Regions from separate parts of the Hordeum vulgare genome. Here region 1 is linked to region 2. A link is a contact called in public Hi-C data. All regions are on one chromosome and are shown on one strand. The core of a region is the stretch at or near the end of the contact, and the rest is flanking DNA. Distances in the headings are between cores, read along the strand shown.

Evidence for each region. A called contact is a pair of places that touch in the nucleus more often than the background predicts.
Region 1: a Hi-C map of seedling shows a contact between it and region 2, with 4 times the contacts expected there. The contact joins the promoter of LOC123443021 here to the promoter of LOC123443020 in region 2. A contact is called at or near these places in 3 of 6 Hi-C or Micro-C datasets (leaf and seedling).

What each region holds. Positions count from the first base shown.
Region 1 is chr3H:73,065,470-73,071,789 of MorexV3_pseudomolecules_assembly, reverse strand. LOC123443021 (UDP-glycosyltransferase 1-like) reads right to left here and starts at 1,419. Exons shown (of 1, transcript XM_045119240.1): 1 at 1-1,419. The coding sequence starts at 1,098. LOC123443022 (F-box protein At4g00755-like) reads right to left here and starts at 4,155. Exons shown (of 5, transcript XM_045119241.1): 1 at 3,852-4,155; 2 at 3,040-3,456; 3 at 2,782-2,960; 4 at 2,568-2,686; 5 at 2,033-2,464. The coding sequence starts at 4,041. The coding sequence ends at 2,341.
Region 2 is chr3H:72,844,387-72,850,411 of MorexV3_pseudomolecules_assembly, reverse strand. LOC123443020 (UDP-glycosyltransferase 73C1-like) reads left to right here and starts at 3,866. Exons shown (of 2, transcript XM_045119237.1): 1 at 3,866-5,459; 2 at 5,492-5,841. The coding sequence starts at 4,121. The coding sequence ends at 5,808.

The DNA.
Region 1 (6,320 bases), core at 170-2,669, 220 kb before region 2:
CACCGCCGGGTGCGAGAGGATGGTCACCTGCGGCGCCCACCCGCGGACGAGGAGGCCCCTGTCCTTGACGCGCGCCTCGAACCCCTCGTCGTCGAGCAGCGCCCGAACGGCGGCGTCCCCCTTGGCCTCCTTGATCGCCCACACGAACGGCCGCCCGGACGCCTCGATGCCGCGCGCGAGCTCGGCTAGCTGCTTCGCCGTCAGCTGCGAGATGCTGCCGAAGCTGACGTACAGCACGGACGCCGGCGGCCGGGCGTCGAGCCACGAGACGATGTGTCCGGCGTCGACGTCGGCGCGGTTGCCGCGGCCGGCCTTGGCGTCGGCGTCGTTGACCATGCTGCTCGAGGCGCATGTCGGCCCGACGGCCCACGTCCTCTTGCCGAGGGCCACCGCGTACCCGTCCACGAAGACGCCTTCGATGCCGCGGGACGTGTTGAACAGCAGGCCGTCGGCGGTGGCCTCGGCGTCGAGCGCTTCACGGTACTCCTTCTCCACGCCGGGGTACTGGAAGAATCCCCGGAACGTTGCCTTATTGCCGACGGCGCGCACCGGGAACTCCGGCACCTCGAACGGCGCCATCTCGTCGTCGCGGACGCGGTCGTACACGCCGTGCGCCGACAGGCGGTGCACGGCGAGCTGGAAGTAGGCCGAGGGGCAGTGCATCACCAGCCTGGGGATGCCGAGACGTTCACACACCGGCGCCGTCCACGGGTTGCACGCATCGACGACGAGGCAGACCGGCCGGCGCGGCAGCGCCCGGAGGTACTCCTCCAGCGGGTCGGCGATCTTCCATATGGCCTGGAAGAACCTGAGGTACATGGCCGGCTCGAGCCCTGCCATCTGGTCGATAGCCTCCACCCCCTCCGGTAGGCCGAGCTGCGCGCAGGGAAAGGGGAGCTCGACGAACTCGACGGCGAGACCGGCCCTCCTGGCGCCGTCGACGGTGGCCCTGTTGCGCGCGGCGTTGACGGGCGTGGTGACCACGCTGACCCGCGGGCCGCGCGCGGCGAGGAGGCGCGCCACGTCCACCATGGGGATGATGTGGCCCTGCGCCACCAGCGGCACCAGCACGAAGTGCAGCTCCTCCGGCATCGCCATCGACGGCAGCTCGATCCGATCCGAATCTAGCTAGCTAGTCAGTGCGAGTGTGTGTGTGTGCGAGTGAGCACATACGAACACCCCGGTCAATGGTGCGCGTACACGGCCGATGTCGAGGCTAAATCATGCTCCGTGACGTCCGTGGTGACGCGATGAATTGATCAAATTTTAAGCGGGTGGAGGTTGTCACTTGACTTGTCAATGAACGGAACGTGATAGGAAGCAGTAGGTGGTCAAAGAAAATGTGCGTGCACTAGTGGAGGATCAACTTGCGATTGATCTGATTTTCCCTAGTGCTTGGCATGGCGACAGTGGGGTTATGGATTTTCTAAGTCAGTGCGGCGCCCGTGCCGGGCGGGACCTGCACCTGCGCGAGATCGATCAGTTCAAAGCTGATTCGGGGGTACCGAGAAGTTTTTGGCAAGCTGACGGCCGGAATGGTGACATGTGCGCCAATCCACCTAGCACTGGCCAAGGTGCCTCGTGGTGTTCAAGAACAGACAGAGCCTAGGTAGAACCGTCCAAGGCTTCCAAGCACGCTCTGTCGCTCTGGTTCAGCAATTCTCCTATGAAACCGTCCAAGGCTTGTAAGGGCAACTCTAACCGGCCGATTTAAACGGACGGCGTTTTTGTTCTTATTTATCCGTTTAAATCGGTCCATCAGATACCAACATCCGTTTTCGTGTTTGGATCGGCGTTTTTTGCAAAAGATAAGTCACCTTGTGGTTTTCTGCAATCGATGCCCCAAATGTGGTGGTTTTTTGCAATTCACTCGGCCCTTAATACATGAGATTTTCCCTCCATAAACTGGGTTGTGAGTGGGAAAAAAATGATGGCCACACCTAAATTTTAGATCGGTTTTCCAACAAATGCTAGTTATATTTTCTATGCAATGTGCATTGCTAGTACCTGAGGTCTCCAGATTTATTCCTTCTTCCAAATAGGTTCAAGATGTTTATATTGATTCATTCGTAGATGGACTCAATCATGCGTCTCTTTTTGTGCTTGTCAGTTACACAAGCAAATACATTCTCAGTTTCCCACAGGATCACAAAGGACTTCTTTTATTCAAAACCAATAGACACGAGTTCGGGAAGATACGCTTCACTTGCATGGAAGCTTCTCCTCTGATTCATCACTTTTATGTACCCACCAGACAGCCTGCTCAACACGCATGGTTCAATTCTCCTATCCCTTTGAGCCATACCAAAGCGCCAGATCCACAATACAAAGCCATGTAATTTACTGTGATCGTCCCCTGAATCTGTGGTAATCCAGATAGTAACTGAGGACTACATCATTTTTGCTAGGAGCGACCCCAAAATCTTGTGACAATGGCTTCCCCACTATTTGGACATGAGACACACTAGGATAAAATGCATAACCAATATATCAGTGTAATACGAAATCATATAAAGAGATATCATGTGAAATCAATGAAGCGTTTCCGCAAGTGCTCGAAAGCTCACCATATGTAGTACAGACCATCAACCGTGTCCTTGTGGACCCTCCCAAGAAGCTCAATCTTTACCACTCCACCGATACATAGAACTGGGTGTGGTAGCTTAAAAGATTGCATCACATTTTCCTGGAATATCACACCTCATGTTACTTTCAAACACCTAAATTTTATATTTATTACACAAAAAAGAAAGACAGCTAGGAATATGTATGCCCACTGACCTGCAACATTGGAAATTCCGGAGATGTGTACGTCCAGATATAATTGCTATCATCAATCAGCTCCCCATCATCAGTTTGAACATGTACATGTGTTTCAGACCAGAGGGGTGGCTTTACATAGCCCATGTGGAATCGGATATGTTTTGCTGAGTATATCGGATGATTACGTCGGAAAAATGCTGCACGGTGAAGAGTATTAGCACAGAAGGCATCTTTTGCATACAGAAAGAAGGCTGAATCAAGTCTTAGGTGCCAGACCTTTGAATGGCCGTATCTTGATTTCATCAACGAGACACAGCTCCGACTGAAGCCTATATATCAGGCATTCTGGCACAGCAGGATCTTTGTGGCCACCGCTCGACCAATAAGACGGTCTCCTCTCGTCACGATCAACCGGTTCAAGGGTATTTCCTATGGCCTCTTCAGGGAAATGATCAGTGCTGGATGCACCTACGCAGTGATTGATGCAATCCTTGGGGTTGTACGGCGAGAGAAGACCATGGCTAAGATGCATATACACCCTGTGATCGCTCCCGAGCTTCTCCAACCCGGCACAATCACTTGATCCAGCATTTTGGTGTGCATTGCTGAAGCTGCCCAACTCAACACGGGTGAAGTTGGAAACCTCCGGATAAACCCGCAGGCACAGGAGCTTGCTGAACTGATTTGCAATAACTGAATAAAAAGATTCAAATTCAGCTGGTCTGAACCTTGTGGGTAGTATTGTCACTGAATGGAAAACCAAACAGCGGCTAGCATAGCAGCAATGCAGCATATGAGATGGTTCTATAAGCAGCAATATATATAATATCGGAATATAATGGATCCAATTCAGCTGGGACGTTATGAAGCTTATGAGCAGAGAAACGAACATAAGGTCAGTAGCATAACAGCAAAAATTAAGATGGTTCTGTAAGCGGCCTATTTGGGTGGCATCGTCGTCAAATCGATTGTGGAATTTCCGCATCGAGTGGATCGCTGGCTGGTAATAATAAGTAGCTAGACTAGAATCTACATGGATGGATGGACGCATAGGCATGTGGAGGCAGATCCAGGAAATTAGGGCGTACCGAATCGGCGCCATGAGCGGGAGACGGCGGTGGCGCGGGCGAGGTCGGCGGGGTCGTCGAGCAGGCTGAAGACGGTGGCGGAGTTGTCCGGGCCCAGGCTCTCGAGAAAGTCCAACCCCCGACCCTCCTCCCACGACATCGCAGGCAATTCTCTTATCCTCTCCATAGTCAACCCCCGAGAAGACGCCATCGCAGGCAAATCTCCTCTCCTCTGTATATAGTCCAGACCCACAAGTAGAGGAGAAGGTCAAAAGCGGCTAGAACAAGGGGCCTCGCGTTCGGTGCCTTGTGTCCAGGGGCGAAGAGCATCTCCATCCACGTCCCTAAATCTTTTTTCTGTCCGAGTGAAAAAACAGTCCGGTTGTCTAAGGAGGCTGTTTTTTCGAATTTGGTCCGACGGTTCCAAGCCGAATCCGCGTGTTGAGGCGTTCGGGGTCCGACGCAAACGTTTTTAGCGCGAAATGCGTGTGGACCGGTCGAATCAGCTACCAGATGCATTCATCGTCCTCATCGTCTTGTTTTCCGCGGGAATCAAAGCGAAGGTTGCGCCGCCGGTCGGTCTTTTATTGATTCGGGGGGGGTGGGGGGGTGAAGACGCGCGTCCTGTCCACTCCCTCCACGCGTTCGCCCGGCTGCCGTCCACTCATCGCCCGCCTGCGGCTATATAAGTCGTCCCTCCCTCGTCGATGGCCGCACATCTCTCGCCGCCAACGCCCCTCTCCTCTTTTCACCCCCTTTCATCATCGGCCCCCTTTCATCATCGGCGCCTCCTCTCTCTCTCCACCAATGCCCGACCGCTACCCCAACGGCGGAGCGGCGGCCAACGACATCGACCGCTACCACACGCATGAGTCCGAAGCCCGCCTCCTCTACGAGGCGGACTACCCGGCGCCACAGGACATGCGGGTGCCGAGCTCGTGGAGGCTGAGCGCCGGTGGAGTCCCGGTGCCACCGCCGCCCTCTGGACCTGAGCGACGCGTGGAGACCGCGCGCATCCGGTCGTCACTATCGGAGAGTTCGCGGAACCAGCCGAGGTACGCCCCAACAACAAAACGTTGTAGACGGCGTACTTCGAATGCCGCCACACCGACTAGCTTGCCGTCACCAACAGTGCTGACCACCGCGACCGCTTCAACTCCGAGGGGTGACGCCAATGGTGGGCGTCCTCGACCGCACATTGGAGGCCATCCTCGAGCACATCGAGGACGGCAACTCGCCGCATTTGGAATACCCGACGCCCCCCTTCTTCTCCCGCTACCGCGACAATTCTTGGACGCCGAGGCGCATGAAGACGGCTTCCTTCTCCTCCTCCTGCTCCTGCTCCCGCTCCTACTGGTCGTCGGCGCTCCTCCCTTCAAGTTGAAGCCGTTGGAGACGCCGCTAGGGCGGCGCACGTGCAGCGACGCCTTATCATCAATGAGGGCGGCGTCTCTTCTCCTCCAGCCTCCTCCTCCTGCCTAGTCAAGCCAAAGACCAAGTTGGTGTTCCTCCCTGTCAAGCAGGAACACCTCGCCATGGCCGTCGCCGACGAGATCGCGCTCAAATGTGCGAGGGACGATTACGTCCGGGAGGAGATGGAGCGCCAGCACCGCACCCTCGAGGAGATCGCTATTCGACGCCGCAGCCGCGAGGACGACGGCTACGACAACGACGAGGAGGCACTAGGGTTGTCCAGCCCCATCTGCCATGGCGACCCAGGGTAGGAGTGCAGCAAGGACGGCGACAGAGTGTAGGAGGACGGCGGCGACAACGACGACGACGACGGGGGCAACTACACCAACTTCTATAAGGTTCTCGGCATGTAGAAAACGGCGGCGACGGGCGGCAACTGCATAGTAGTTTTTAAATTTCATTTTAAATTATGTTTTTAGTTTAGTTTGTACAAATATCAATGAAAGCGTCGAATTTCCTTTAATTTTTTTGTCGTTTTTGGCTGAATTTAGGTCGAGTTTCATTTAAAAGAAACCTAGCCGGGGCAACTTTGGGGGGAGGGGTGGGGGCTGGGAACCCGGGCCCCCCGACGTCGATTTTTCTGCCGACGCGCCCCTAGGCGACGTTATTTCAAGCCCCTGGGGGCGAACGGCTGAAGATGCTCGAAGACGGGATAAAAGATCCGGACAAATCTCTTCTCTACCTAATCTTTATCTTTACCTAATAATAATGACATGTATAATGGTTGATAGGACAGTTTTATTTTAAGATTTACATGTAATTTAGAGATGCTAAAAAAATATCTTCACAATTGGGTTATCTCTTAGTCTTATCTTCAATAACTAGCTATTCTTAAAAGTATGATAAAATATATTATGCTAAGAGATTATCTCTTAAAAAAGAAAAGACAAGCATTTTTTATAATTTTTGTCTCTTTCGTCTCTTCATTTATCTTATGTGACACTATTAAAATAATATTATTGTACATATCCTAAAGCACACGAACTACTTACGTCAGGTTTATGATCGTCCATGTTA
Region 2 (6,025 bases), core at 2,617-5,116:
AAATACCATCCATTTGTCAACCTTTGGTGGAAACTGGTACTTATACTTTTTCTTGTTCTCTCCCGCAATCTGATCATCTGTTTCTTGTGAGTACTTTAGAAAGTATGCTCTCAACTTGTCGAATGTGTATTGAACTATTGCCGTCACCGGCAACGCACGGACACCCTTCAACACCCGGTTGAAGCATTCTGCCATGTTACTGGTCATTTGACCATATCTTCGGCCATCTTCGTCATAAGCTCGTGCCCACTTGGCCCGAAGTTCAATGTGCCTGTTAAGAAACTCAAGCCCACCTGCATCAAGTTTTTTGTTTACAAGCAAAGCATTGTACAATCTTGCAAATCGTTTGTCAGAAAATGCTTGACAACAATCTTGAAGATCATCCGCCAACTCCTTGCTACCACATGCCCGGTAGAAGTTTGCACAGAAATGCCTCATGCACCATCGATGATGCAAAGGAGCATGGCCGGGAATGACAATGTCAACCGCGTTAAGTATGCCTTGATGACGATCCGATATGACACATATTTCCCTCTCAAACGGTAATACTTTGGTTCTCAAAATATGCAAGAACCATTCCCAGTTAACATTGTTCTCTGCCTCAACCAAAGCAAAAGCCAAAGGCATCAACCGGTTATTGGCATCACTTGCCATTGCAACCAACAAAGTGCCCTTGAATTGTCCGGTCAAAAACGTGCCATCGATGGAGATGACAGGACGGCAGTGCTGGAAAGCCCTCACACATTGCTCAAATGCCCAAAATGCACGGCCAAATACGCGAACCCTATTTCCATTCTTAATCCTTGTTTTCTCCCCATACGGCTCGACCACATGAACCATGCCCGGGTTAGTGTGGGCAATAGCTCCCAACAACCTAGGTATGCGGTTGTATGCTTCCTCCCAATCACCATACAACATCTTGAATGCGGCTTGCTTTGCTTTCCATGCCTTACCATATTTCACCTCATAGTGAAACAGGGCTTTCACAAGGTCTTGTATGCTTTTTATGCTCATTGTAGGAAGAGAGGAGATGGAGTTGGAAAGCCTATAAGCGATGAACTCGGAGGTTAGTTGTCTATGGCTTTGCGACGATAGGGCACCATCAACCCTCTTGCCTTGACACATGTGAGGCATACAACTGACAATGTTCCATCCTGGCCCTCCTTTCCATGGTCTTGCACGGACAATCCAAGGACAACCTCTATCCTCACATGCAACCGTGTAGCGCAGCTTCATGTTTGAATGAACAACTTTGTGTGGTCTATAATGCGTAACAGAATATTCATCCAACCACATCTTCAGTTCAAAGAATGTTTCGAACTTTGACCCAGGCAAAATAATATTCTTCCCATGTGTGTCCCGATGAGAAGGTGGCCTAACTCCAAACAATATGCCTTCACCTCCGTCAACCACGGCTTCATCCGCAAGGCTAAGATCCTCGAACAATGGTGTCTGGTGATCACGCTTTAATACCTTCGTGAAAGCTTCAGCCTCCTTTGCCGTGAACCCTTCCTCATCAACTTCTTCATCAGGACCCTCATCGTCAGACTCAGAGGCATACCCACGTGAGTACGGAATGGAATGGTCCATTGTATCTTGCAAATTATATTTGTCCAAATCACCAAGATTGTTGTCATGAAGAACATTACCATCATCATAGTGCTCATAATTAGCCTCTACCAATGGTTCATGTTCAATGTTGACCTCTTCGTTAGCCTCATACACACAAGAAAGAGGTTCAATGTTGGCCTCTTCGTTGATGGTTGCAGGAATAGCTTCAACAATCGAAGAGGCAACCCGCTTCAAATCCAACAAGTTAGGAACATTTGTTTTCATGGCAAATAACTCTAGAGCCTTGTCTAGTGATTCGTCCACCGTATCCTTGTATGCAAGCCAACGTTGCTCGGAGTTGACACGCATGGTCTTCCAACGAATGTGCATTCCGAATCCCACATTATGCCTACCAGCAAACTCAACTACATCACTAGGGTCCATCCAATTCAAATCCTTTCGGACTTGTTCCAACAATTCACCATAGCTAGGACACAAATCGAACACCATGTCAAGCTCATCCGGGTCTGGATCAATATTGCCTTTTAAAAAGGCATCCTTGTCCACGTGATGAACATAAACACATGTTCTTCCCATACCTAAACAACAAAACATAGAACCTTTTTATGAGCAATCATACAATTACAATAACAATAGCCTAACTTCCAAATAACCCTAACCCCATCATAACCCTAACACAACCAAACATCCCTAACCCTAGCCTAACCATAGCCTAACCCTAAAATAATCATAATGCACACATCCAAACAACCCTAATCCTAACCCCATCATACCCCTTATCCTAACATACAAACAAAACCAACAATATCATATACATCCCATATTTCATGAAAAACTAGGGTTTCGTCAAATTTGCAAAAAAAAGAACACAAAAGATTTTCCTTTGGATGAGAATGAGGGGAGAGGTGGGGATTACCTTAGGGGAGTGATTGGACAACAAATGCCCGGTCCAAACCTTCAGATTTGGTGATTTAGAGAAAGATTTGAGGGAGGGGGCAGTGGCTGGGAGAGGGGCTGGGGGAGGGGCTGGGGGAGGGGAATGAGGGAGGGGTGGGGAGGGGGGCTGGCCCGTGGCTGTATAAGTCAATGTGTGGCGCCTGTCAATGTGTGGCGCCTAAGGGTCAGGCGCCACACATTACAATGTGTGACGCCTGAGGCTTAGGCGTCACACTGCCTGGGGGTGGGCCCCTACATGCCACGTGGTCGGTTGTGTGGCGCCGAACCTCTAGGCGTCACACAGTACAGTGTGGCGCCTAGGTGTCGGGCACCACACAAAAGGGTCAGGCCGGTGAATTATTTCCCTCGAGGGGTCAATCCGTGAGTTCTTTCGTCCCAGGGGTCATTTTTATCAATTTTGCCAAACATAGTGCAGTGCACGTCCAGAAAAATTACGATCAGCGTCATCGGACGGTCGAGCGGGCGGCTGACGTGCATGTTAATATGAATCGGGTGATTTCAAGCTTTTTCCAATCAAGAAAGATGTCATTCGGATTGTTGAGTGCAAAAGAAACTATCGAACAGCAAGACGAAGGGGAACCCCATGACATGATACACTCTATTGTACATAAGCATTATTATATCTTCCTTAAAACGGTCACCGTACCTACCTACCATGACAATCTCTACTCCTCGCATGTACATTGATACTGATTCAGTTGTCTACAAGAATCGCCAACTCAGATTTTTTACGACATGGAGGAGAGAGAATGGAGAAAAAGAGGAAGCATGTCGGTAGAATTATAGATCGTCTGCAGCGCTTAATTTTTGGTCGCTACCGACGGCTTTCTAGCGTTGTATCGTGGTCGTCTGCAAGTAACTCCTTTGTACGTGGATCCAGCCTTCCAATCCTCTGCAACTCGGTAAGCCGGTGAGCAGCAGGGGCTAGAGTAGGGATTCGGGCCATCAATCAAGCGATAATGGTCTATCTAGTTGCCTAGCTTACGTGAAAGTTGCACATATAAAAGGATCGATTTGAGCGTTCAGGAGCAATCCGTATGTACGTGCCTATTAACTAGGATAATTTCTCGAGTTCAGCTCAATCACTTGCGTCTTCAGGATGAGCTTTGTTCCGAACTGTCATAATAATGTCGTGACTGGTGGACGTCACGTTCAGGGCAGCCGGAGCACGAAGATGGTCTACTTTAGATAATTATTAACTGACCATATTAATTTGGTACTCCCTTTGTTAATGATATAAACGTTTTATATTAATTTACAGTAGGAGTACTTTATAATGTTACAGGTAGTCTAAAAGATAACCGACTGTAAAGAATGTTTTTACATATGTTTATACTTCATCTGTTTCTAAATACTTGTTGTTGGAAAAAACTAGACTATATTTTTCTAACAACAAATATTATGATACAGAGGAAGTAGATGATTGGGGGTTTGGTATAGACAGCAGGTGTCTAAACCAATGTACATGGAAAGAGAGAGAGATAGATAGGCGGGGCGCACCAGTGTTGTCGGTGTTTGGCTGCAGGCAACCCAAAGAATTCTAGGCAGCTCCACTCCTCGACATGCCGGACGCGTCACACTGACCAGCTCGATGGATAAGCCTGAACCGCTCCCTCTTGCTGCTGTCATTGTTGGCCAGTGCGAAGAGCGGGAAGACATGGCGGCGTCGGAGCTACACTTCTTGCTGGTGCCGCTGGTGGCGCAGGGCCACATCATCCCCATGGTGGACCTGGCACGCCTCCTCGCCGCTCTGGGGCCGCGCGTCACCGTCGTCACCACGCCTGTCAACGCCGCGCGGAACAGGGCCACGGTCGACGGCGCCAGGAGGGCGGGCCTTGCCGTCGAGCTCGTGGAGCTCCCCTTCCCCGCCCGGCAGCTGGGGCTGCCGGAGGGGCTGGAGAACCTCGACCAGCTACTAGACAACGTCAGCAGTACCATGTACCTCGCCTTCTTCAAGGCCATCTGGAAGATGGCGGAGCCGCTGCAGGAGTACGTCCGTGCGCTGCCGTGCCGGCCGGACGGCCTCATCGCCGACTCGTGCAACCCGTGGACGGCGGGCGTTTGCACGGAGCTCGGCATCCCGAGGCTGGTACTGCACTGCCCATCCGCCTATTTCCTCCTCGCCGTGCACAACCTGTCCACGCACGGCGTGTACGACCGCGTCGGCGACGACGAGATGGAGCCGTTCGAGGTGCCGGACTTCCCAGTGCGGGCCGTCGGGAACACGGCCACGTTCCGGGGCTTCTTCCAGCACCCCGGCGCGGAGAAGGAGCAGCGCGACGTTCTCGACGCCGAGGCCACCGCCGATGGCCTGCTGCTCAACACGTTCCGCGGCGTCGAGGGCATCTTCGTCGACGCGTACGCGGCGGCGCTCGGCAAGAGGACGTGGGCCATCGGGCCGACGTGCGCCTCCGGCATCTTGGATAAAGACGCCGACGCCATGGCCAGCCGCGGCAACCGCGCCGACGTCGATGTCAGCCACGTCGTCTCATGGCTCGACGCCCGGCCACCGGCGTCCGTGCTGTACATCAGCTTCGGCAGCATCGCACAGCTGCCAGCGAAGCAGCTCGCCGAGCTCGCGAGCGGCATCGAGGCGTCGGGGCGGCCGTTCGTCTGGGCCATCAAAAGGGCCAAGACCGACCTCGCCGTGAAGGCGCTGCTCGACGACGAGGGGTTCGTGTCGCGCGTCGAGGGAAGGGGCCTCCTCGTGCGCGGGTGGGCGCCGCAGGTGACCATCCTGTCGCACCCGGCGGTGGGCGGCTTTCTCACGCACTGCGGCTGGAACGCGACGCTGGAGGCCATCTCCCACGGCGTGCCGGCGCTGACGTGGCCCTGCTTCGCCGACCAGTTCTGCAGCGAGCGGTTGCTCGTGGACGTGCTCCGCATAGGCGTCAGGTCCGGCGTCAAGGTGCCCGCCAAGAACGTCCCCGGCGTCCAGGTGCGGAGCGGCGACGTACAAGAGGCCATTGCCCAGCTGATGGACGGCGGGGCCGAGGGGATGGCGAGGAGGTCCAGAGCCAAGGAGGTCGCTGCGGAGGCGAGAGCGGCCATGGGGGAAGGCGGGTCGTCCAACTCCGACCTGGTAGACATGATCCGCTACGTCTCGGAGCTGTCGAGGAAAGGGAGGCACGAGAGGGACGGAAGCTCGATGACCCTGCCTTTCGCGGCGGCAGAGCTCCGAAGCAACGACGGCGAGAAGATCGAAGCCGGTGCTGCATTGTCACTACAGTCCTAAGCTCTAGTATAACTCATTATCGGATTGCAAAGCTAGTATTTTAGGTAACGAGAAAATTGGATATTTACCACTTTGAATATCTGGCTTCGTAAAAATGTCATCATCACTTCGCAAAATTGTCACCCAGACCGTAGACACGTTGATTACCATGCCATTATCCTTCTTGGACTAATTTTCGTCTTCTATTCCAATTTAGAAGTAATGAAAAGGACTGCAATGCCCTTGTAGCTAGCTTATTATGTATCGGGATGAGGGCTACAT